Regions from separate parts of the Mus musculus genome. Here region 1 is linked to region 2. A link is a contact called in public Micro-C data. All regions are on one chromosome and are shown on one strand. Each heading gives the region's core, a stretch centred on a gene start, on an enhancer-like site or on the middle of the called end of the contact. The rest is flanking DNA. Distances are from core to core; before and after follow the strand shown. Region 1 holds the start of Isg20l2 (interferon stimulated exonuclease gene 20-like 2). Region 2 holds the start of Pear1 (platelet endothelial aggregation receptor 1).

What was found. A called contact is a pair of places that touch in the nucleus more often than the background predicts.
Region 1: a Micro-C map of palatal mesenchyme shows a contact between it and region 2, with 2.1 times the contacts expected there. The contact joins the promoter of Isg20l2 here to the promoter of Pear1 in region 2. A contact is called at or near these places in 20 of 39 promoter capture datasets (the 3T3-L1 cell line, 3T3-L1-derived adipocytes, the C10 cell line and 12 more), 3 of 15 datasets of contacts at CTCF or cohesin (CD8 T cells, the NIH/3T3 cell line and pro-B cells), 31 of 484 Hi-C or Micro-C datasets (B cells, the Ba/F3 cell line, CD4 T cells and 21 more), 18 of 115 datasets of contacts at active chromatin or transcription factors (the 230-238 cell line, CD8 T cells, the HPC-7 cell line and 10 more) and 4 of 9 other capture datasets (adipose tissue, embryonic stem cells, liver and 1 more).

Annotation. Positions count from the first base shown.
Region 1 is chr3:87,929,046-87,932,949 of GRCm38.p6, forward strand. It overlaps Isg20l2 (interferon stimulated exonuclease gene 20-like 2), which reads left to right and starts at 1,269. Exons shown (of 4, transcript NM_177663.4): 1 at 1,269-1,566; 2 at 2,286-3,230. The coding sequence starts at 2,439. Rrnad1 (ribosomal RNA adenine dimethylase domain containing 1) reads right to left here and starts at 1,150. Exons shown (of 8, transcript NM_153562.4): 1 at 811-1,150. The coding sequence starts at 921.
Region 2 is chr3:87,767,539-87,771,440 of GRCm38.p6, forward strand. Pear1 (platelet endothelial aggregation receptor 1) reads right to left here and starts at 1,415. Exons shown (of 25, transcript NM_152799.2): 1 at 1,340-1,415.

The DNA.
Region 1 (3,904 bases), core at 19-2,518, 160 kb after region 2:
CTCAACCTGTAGGTTGGGACCTCTTTGGGGGTTCACACTTCAGCTATCCCGCATATCAGGTATTTACGATTCATAACAGTAGTAAAATTACAGTTACAGAGTAGCAACAAAAGATACTTTTATAGTTGGAGATCACAACATGAGGAACTGTACTAAATGGATGGATGTAGGATCACGAAGGTTGAGAATCACCCCACCCACAAGCCTTGCTGGTGCTCTTCTGTGTGTGTGGGGGGGAGTTGGGGGGAAATGAGACATGTCTCAACACTCGTTAAGCTGGCTGCAAGTCAAGACAATTCTGCCTTAGTCTTCTGAGGGGCGAGATTACAGAAAGGTAACTTTATGTATGTCTGCCCTGTTTTGTTTCCCTCCCCTCCTTTTTTAAAGTAACATCGTCCAGTCCAGGCTGCCCTAGAACTTGTTTTGTAGCCCAGGGGAACCTTTTACTCCCGATTCTCCTGCATCTACTTCTTAGGTGACAGGATTACAAGGGTACACCACATTTGGCCAAGCACTTCCTCTTCCCCAACCCACTCTTTATTGCCTTTAGTGGAGGATATCCTATGGAACATCTCGTTTCTCGTATGTTTCTATGCAACTGTAGCATGGCCAAATGTTGGTTGTGGGGTTTCAAATGAAACAAACAAAACTTAAGTATTAGAGTCAGAAGGCTGGGTGAAAAGTATTCTAGTAGTCAACGCGTTCCTTATTAGGAAGAGATAAAAGCTGTCTCCACATTTTCTCTGCAGTGGGCTCCTATTCACCCCCCGCCCCCCAAGAAGCACCCCGCCCTCAGCCCGGTGGCCTCACGATGATGTAGGCGTCCAGGATGGAACGGTAGTGAGCTAGGACGCGGGTGAGGTCCACAGCCAGTTGCCTTCTCTCCTCATGCGAGAGGCCATGGGCTGAAACGCCCCGCATCCTGTGGCGTGAAATGTCGGTGCAAGGAGGGAGGAGGTGAGGAGACACAAGGTCGGTACCACGAAACCATGCAACCCAAACCGGACTCAATTCTGCACGCCCGACGCAAAGCAAGAACTCCGAACCCGCCCGACGACACCTCTCAGGGCGATCCCGTCCTATTACAAATCCTTAGAACAAGGCGCACTTGCCCAACGTCACGACTTCCACTGGGCCAAGCCATTTGCGCAGCCGCAGGGGACTCGGAGACGTCACAGAAGCGCGCCCAGCACCAGCTTACGGCGAGGGGGTCAGCTGCAGGTCCCACCCTCCCTCCCGGAAGTGGGACCACGGTTCCGGCGCACTCTGTTCCGCTTCCCGCGGCCCACCACCTTCGAGTTGTACCTCCACGGGGCCCGAGGGGCCGGGGAGCGCATCCCGCCCCCGCCCCCACCCACGCCGCCGCCGCCGCCACCGCCGTTCCCGCTGCTCACGCACTCCGAGTCGCTGGCCTCGCTGCCTGAGGTGGGGGCGCTGCGGGCGCGTGCGCGCCGGCCGCCTTCCCGTTGTCGCCCGCGTTCTTGCCGTCCCGGCATACGTCGGCGCGCGCCTGCGCCTGCATCCGGCTTCGGACGCTTGCGATCTTAGTGGGGAACCAACTTGGAGGTAGGTGTATAGGGTGTTCGGGAATAGTTCGTGGATCGTCAAGAATGTGGTGGCCGAGGTGGCTGGCCCTCCACTGTGTCCTTACTGTGGGAGACAGGTAAGGTATGTGAGGAGATCGCCCCCACGTGGAGCCGAGGGAGCGCGACACCTGGATTTGGTCTTCATTTCGTAGCACGCTGAGAATTCCTGGGTGATCCAGAGGGTATTTGTGTTGTTTCTTCTCACCACTGGTACTTAAAAGTCTCATCTGACGCCCTTGTTTTGACTTCATAGACATGATAGAGTCGATCTCCGTGGGTCCCACATCTTTTTATCCGCAGCCTCAGCACCCTCATTTTATGTAATTAGATTTATTATTTGTCTGAGTGTTTTGTTTGTATTTATGTATGTGTATCGTTTAATTGCCCGGGGCCTGCAGAGATCGGAAGGCATCTAGTTTTTTCTGAAGCTGGAGGTACAGATGCTGTGAACTACTACAACGTGGGTGCCTGGAACTGAACTTAATATCTCTGCGAGAGCAACAAGGTTATAACTACTAAGGCGTTTCTCCAGCCCCAGCATCTTTAGTTTTTAAAATGGCACAGAGATCCGGAGAAGGGAAATAACCCTTTTAAGACCAACCTAAAGGTGAATTGTGGAGGCTTCAGTAGTTAGCCGGGCTTTGGGGCTTGTGGAAGTTATCACTTATGTCTTCCAGAACTGATCTTCTTTTCTCTCAGGCCTATGGTGCGGGAATCAGGATTACTTTGTCCCCAAGGCTGATTGCAGACCTCCACATGTTGAACTATGGGATTCCACAGAGGATGAGCCTCTCATCCTTTTGCTATCAGTGAGCCATTCTTCCCAGCTTCCTCCCACCATCCACTGATCTCATGTCTACCATACTCCTGAATTTAGACTTTGGGCAACCTTCGAAAAAGGCATTTGGAGGAAATGCCAAACATCAACGCTTTGTCAAGAAGCGAAGGTTCTTGGAACAGAAAGGATTTCTGAATAAAAAGAACCAACCCCCTAACAAGGTGTCTAAGTTGAACTCAGAACCTCCAAAGAAAGGGGAAACTTCAAGAGTAGATGGCATTTTGAAGATCCTTCCATGCCCAAAGAAGAAAGAGGCAGCTGCCTCCAAGAGGGACTCAGAGCAGTCCAAAGACAAGAAAGCACCATTGTCTTGGCTGACCCCTGCTCCTTCAAAGAAGACTGCTTCTGTTGTGTCTAAAATAGATTTGCTAGGGGAGTTTCAGAGTGCCCTTCCAAAGACTAAGAGCACCCAGAAGAAGGGCTCCAAGAAGAAGTCCTTGAAAAAGAAAATTGCTACAGAGAACTCCACCCAAGCTCAGTCAAAGGATAAAGGCTCCAAGAAGAAGCCCTTGAAGAAAAATGCTGTACCGAACTCCACCCAAGCTCGTTCTGAAGATAAGTGCCCTACAGTCCCCCAAAACTTGCCAGGGAAGATGGTGGCAATAGACTGTGAAATGGTGGGCACAGGACCCAAGGGACGCGTTAGTTCCCTGGCTCGATGCAGCATTGTAAATTACAATGGTGATGTGCTGTACGATGAGTACGTCCTCCCCCCCTGCTACATCGTCAACTACCGGACCAGATGGAGTGGCATCCGGAAGTGCCACATGGTTAACGCTACACCCTTTAAGACTGCTCGGAGTCAGGTGAGGAGCGTGGGTCGAGACAGTAGAGAGAGGTCTGGAGAGGACTTTCAGCAAGTGATATTCTGGGGAGGTGTCAAAGGATGGTAAAGGGAGGGAGAATAATGTCACGTGATTAGGAAGGCTTCCTATTGGAGTAAGGATTAGTTTCTTTTTTACATGGATCCTACCACCTCAGTTGACCCAATCTGAAAGCTCACAGACATGCTCAACTTTGCCTTCTAGTATAATTCTATTAAGTAGACAGTTGTGTCACAAGTCCATCCCTGTCAACTTATGACCAAACATCATACTTTTTAGCCAAACTTTCCATCCTTGGTCCTCATAAGCTCATAGTTATCCTATAATACAAATTTATGGACTGGATTTAGTTCAATTTCAAACGTTTCGAACAGTCTAAACAGAGTCTCTGAAGCTTAGGCAGACTCTTACCTGTGAGCCCCAGCACATCAGAAAACAAAACAAAGGCTGAGTGTGGTGGAGCACACCTTTTTTTTTTTTTTTGAGACAGAGTTTCTCTGTGTAGCCCTGGCTGTCCTGGAACTCACTCTGTAGACCAGGCTGGCCTCGAACTCAGAAATCTGCCTGCCTCTGCCTCCCAAGTGCTGGGATTAAAGGCGTGTGCTACCACTGCCCAGCGGAGCACAGTTTTAAAGCCAGTACTTGGGAGGTAGAGA
Region 2 (3,902 bases), core at 165-2,664:
TCCAAGCTGGAGTTTCCTCAGAGAAGCCACATACAGTGGCTGTGGCAACTATCTTTCTCTGGGTTTCTCGCTGGTGGAGCAGGCTGCCTGGGGAGGGTTTCCTCTTCTGGGTTGTCTGATAGGGCATGTTGGAATGGAGTGGAGAAGCAGAAGCCAACCCTCCCACTTCACCCTTCACTGAGAAGAAAAAGGCAAGCCAGGGAGGGGGCAGGTTTTGGAAGAGCAGCCAAGCAGGGTAGGCTGGCAGGTGGGAGGCCAGCCCACACCCATCTCACCCATGCACACACAGCCAGAGGTAGGGCACTGTACTGTGGGCTGGAGTTGGGTTTGGAGAACAGCCTCCAACCCCCTAGGCCTAGCATAGGCAGGGGTTGAGAACTGACCCCTTATCCGGCCCTGCCTAGAGCTAAGGCCTGGCTGAGCCTGGGAACTTCAACCAGCACACGCTGTTCCAGTCTCCGGGGACCAGGGGTCACCGTCCCCAGCTGGGGCAGCAGGCTCTACTAAAAGTCCAAAACAAGGAGTCACGAGTCCGTGGCTAGAGGCTGGAAACAGGGATGCGAAGTGAGGGAGGCCTTGCTGGATGGAGCTTGGGTTCCCGGGCCCCAGGGCTCACACTATCAGCCTGGCTATGGGCCCACATCATCCAGGAAAAAGAAAAACAAACAAAAAAACAACAATAAACAAGCCTCAGAGACTGTAGGTGCCTATGGCTGACCTCTCCCCTACAAGATGGGAAAGGACACGCAAATCCAATCTCTTCCCTGGGCAGGGGTAGGGGGCAACACTATGAACACTAAACAGGGTCTTTCTCCGCGAGACATAGGAGGAGACAGGCAGGCAACTGTGTTTTGTTGGTCCTCCCAGAAAGAAGAAATTGGGGGATAGAGGGAAGACAAGGTTTAGGGTTGCTTTTCAGGGCTTCGGTACCACCACCATGGTTCTACACTAGCAAACAGCACACTGGAATCCAGGAGACTTGCAGGCTGCCTTCCTCAGGGCGAGAAGAGAGCTCTCCCAGGCTGGTCCCCATCCTAGCTCCTTATCCTCAGAGCTACGCAGCTTTCTTTTTCTACTTAGTTAGGTCTCCCTCTCCCTCTCTGCTCGCTCTCTTCTTTCTCTCCTCTCTCTCTCTCTTTTCACTTAGGCGGCTTTCTCTACTTAGATCTCACTTTCTTCTCTTCCCCTAACTCTCTCCTTTCTCCTTTCTCTTCTCTTTCCACTTAGACGGAACACACACACACACACACACAGGAGTCCCCACTCCATCTCCTCCTTTCCTCTCTTCAGGTTTCAGCCCAGCGGTCTCGGGCTCCAGAGCCCAGGGCAGGTCACTCACCTGCCTCGGGGCTCGGAGCTCGGAGCTCAGAGCGGCGTGTTGTACCGACGGGTCCTGCTGGCCGACAGAGCTGGCTGCGCGGGCAGGAAGGGGGTGGGCCTCCGCCCGCGCCCAGGCAGGAAGTCCGCGCGGGGAGGCTGGAGCCCGGCCGGGTGGGGTCAGCCCTCCGCACGCCTGTCTGCGAAGTGGACGGGGAGAGCCGCCCAACCTGACAGCCCCGGCTCCCGGCGTCGCGGTCCACCCGACGCCCCTCTTTCCTGCCCGGCGGCGCCCCCTGGCGGCCTTCAGGGGAGGGGCACCCTGCCTGCGCGGTCAGATCTTTGGGACCTTTGCAAGAGTTGAAGCAGGATTCTGCTACATAAAGAAAGCAGATCTTGCTCATCAGCTTGCTCCGAAGAACTCAGCGACCTACCACAGTCAGGTCTCAGAACAAAGACAACTTGGGCCTGGGGGAGTGTGGCTTATGCTGCAGGCCCTAGGTTGAATTCTAAACAGCAGGGACACCTTTATTTAAGAGTGATTGACATATAATAAAAATAAGCCCACTTGGCTTGATGAATAATGTTCCAAAACTTTATCGTGGCAAAACATACACAATATAAAACACATCCTTTCAACAAATGTTAAGTATACAGTTCGGTGGCATAAAGTATTTCACATATACGAAACCTTTGCTACTGTCAATTTCCAGAGCTTTCTCCTCATCCCAAACTGAAACTCAGTCTGCATCCCCTGGCCCTGGTAGCCATCGTGAAGTTAGGCTATATGTACCTCAGCTCCGGCCTCCGACCTTCCACATCTAGCTTATTCTACTTAGCATGCTGTTTCATTGGCTTAGACAAATGTGTTCATCCCAATAAAAGTGTGGTTTAAAATGTCCCTCTCTGGGGATGGAGAGATGGCTCAGGGAGGGGTCGAGGGGGTGTAACGCGCTTGCCACCAAGCCTGATGACCTGAGGTTGAACCCAGGGACCCACATGGTAGAAGGTGAGAATCAAATCCCAAAACTTGTCATCTATGCCCACAACAGTGCCATAGCATGGTACATATTCCCTCCCCTGCAACAGAAGTCAATCTAATGTTTTAAAGTCCATCTCCCCCAGTGTACCTACTCTAGGCTACAGTAAGGACGCAGATTCCGTCCTCACCCCTAGCCCAAACCCCACGAAAGTTTTGATTTGCTTTCTGTAGTTTATATTTCTAGAATATCCGTGTAAATGTCATCATAGAGTATGTACTCACGTATGTCCATCTTCTTCCCCTCACCATAAAGTTTCTGGGCCGTTGGGTGTTCTCTACTACAGCAGGTGACAGCACTGGGCTATTCAAGAACAGGATTGCTGTGTCCTGACAATTCCTGATTCTTGGATATTGTGGTTCCAAGCTGTTTGTGTATAATACTTACTAATATTGTGTATAATACTGATATATAATAATTACTAATATTATTATTATTATAATCCAGGTGAGAGACAGGCAATGCTGTTTAACAGTTGTTCTGATGATAAACTGGGCAGAGCTCAGGTGCAGTGGATGGCAACAGTGTTTCAGAGAAGGAAATACGAAGTTGGACTGCGGTACCATAAAATGTCCAGCAGAGGGCAGTAAAAACCAACGCAAGGTCAGGCGGCATAAGACCCATCATTTTTGAAGCCTTGGAAATTACCTGATCTTTCTCATTTAAATGACCAATGAGGGCAACTGAGGTGCAGAAAGAAAGTGAGACATATGTGTGGCTCCACTTGTGCTCAGATGTTCTGCTCCATGTTCTTTTTTTTTTCTGGGATTGCATTCTGCCCTACGGCCCACATCCCATTCCTGCTAAGAAAGTTTAACACTTGAGTCCCAGAAATAGTTTCTTCTACTGTTTTGCTAAACAGTCACATCAGATTGCCTTCTAAATAGCCACATTATTACAATATTAGCGATTCCTCCAGCCTTCATCAGAAAAGCTGCTACCTCTTTCTCCTCTGCCTCCTCCTCCTCCTCTTCCTTTTCCTGTCCCTCAGCTAAAGCAACCTTTATTTAATATCATCCATGAGCCTTTTCCTGTCCCTCAGTTAAAGCAATCTTTATTTAATATCATCCGTGAGGATGAACACTGGCCAGGTCCACACCCAGAATTCCCAGAGAATAGCTCAGGGAAGCTTCATATAGCAGCAGGCATGGGTGAACGCAGAAACATGTAACCAAAGTGCAGAGAATTAGTAATGGTGACGTATCATCCCAACTGGGACAGCTATAGCATCCCCTCCAAGGCTGAGAGACCACTGCAGGGGGAAGGCAGAAAGAGTCCACAGCAAAAAGATGTCTCTGGACACGTGAACTCAGCATTTCCTGGGGTCCTGCTCCTCCTAAGGGGACAGTGGACTGTGGTGTAAACATTGCTAAGCTACCCTTGCTCCACTGAGTAACCTCTCACCCACACGCAGGCAAATAATTAACTAAATGCAGTGGGCCATGAACAGGAAGACATGTCAGTCGAGAGGGACTGCTTCCTTCAGGAAGAAGAGTGCTGATAGGAGAGGGAGGGAGGGAGGGAGATGAAGGAGGGAAATAGGGA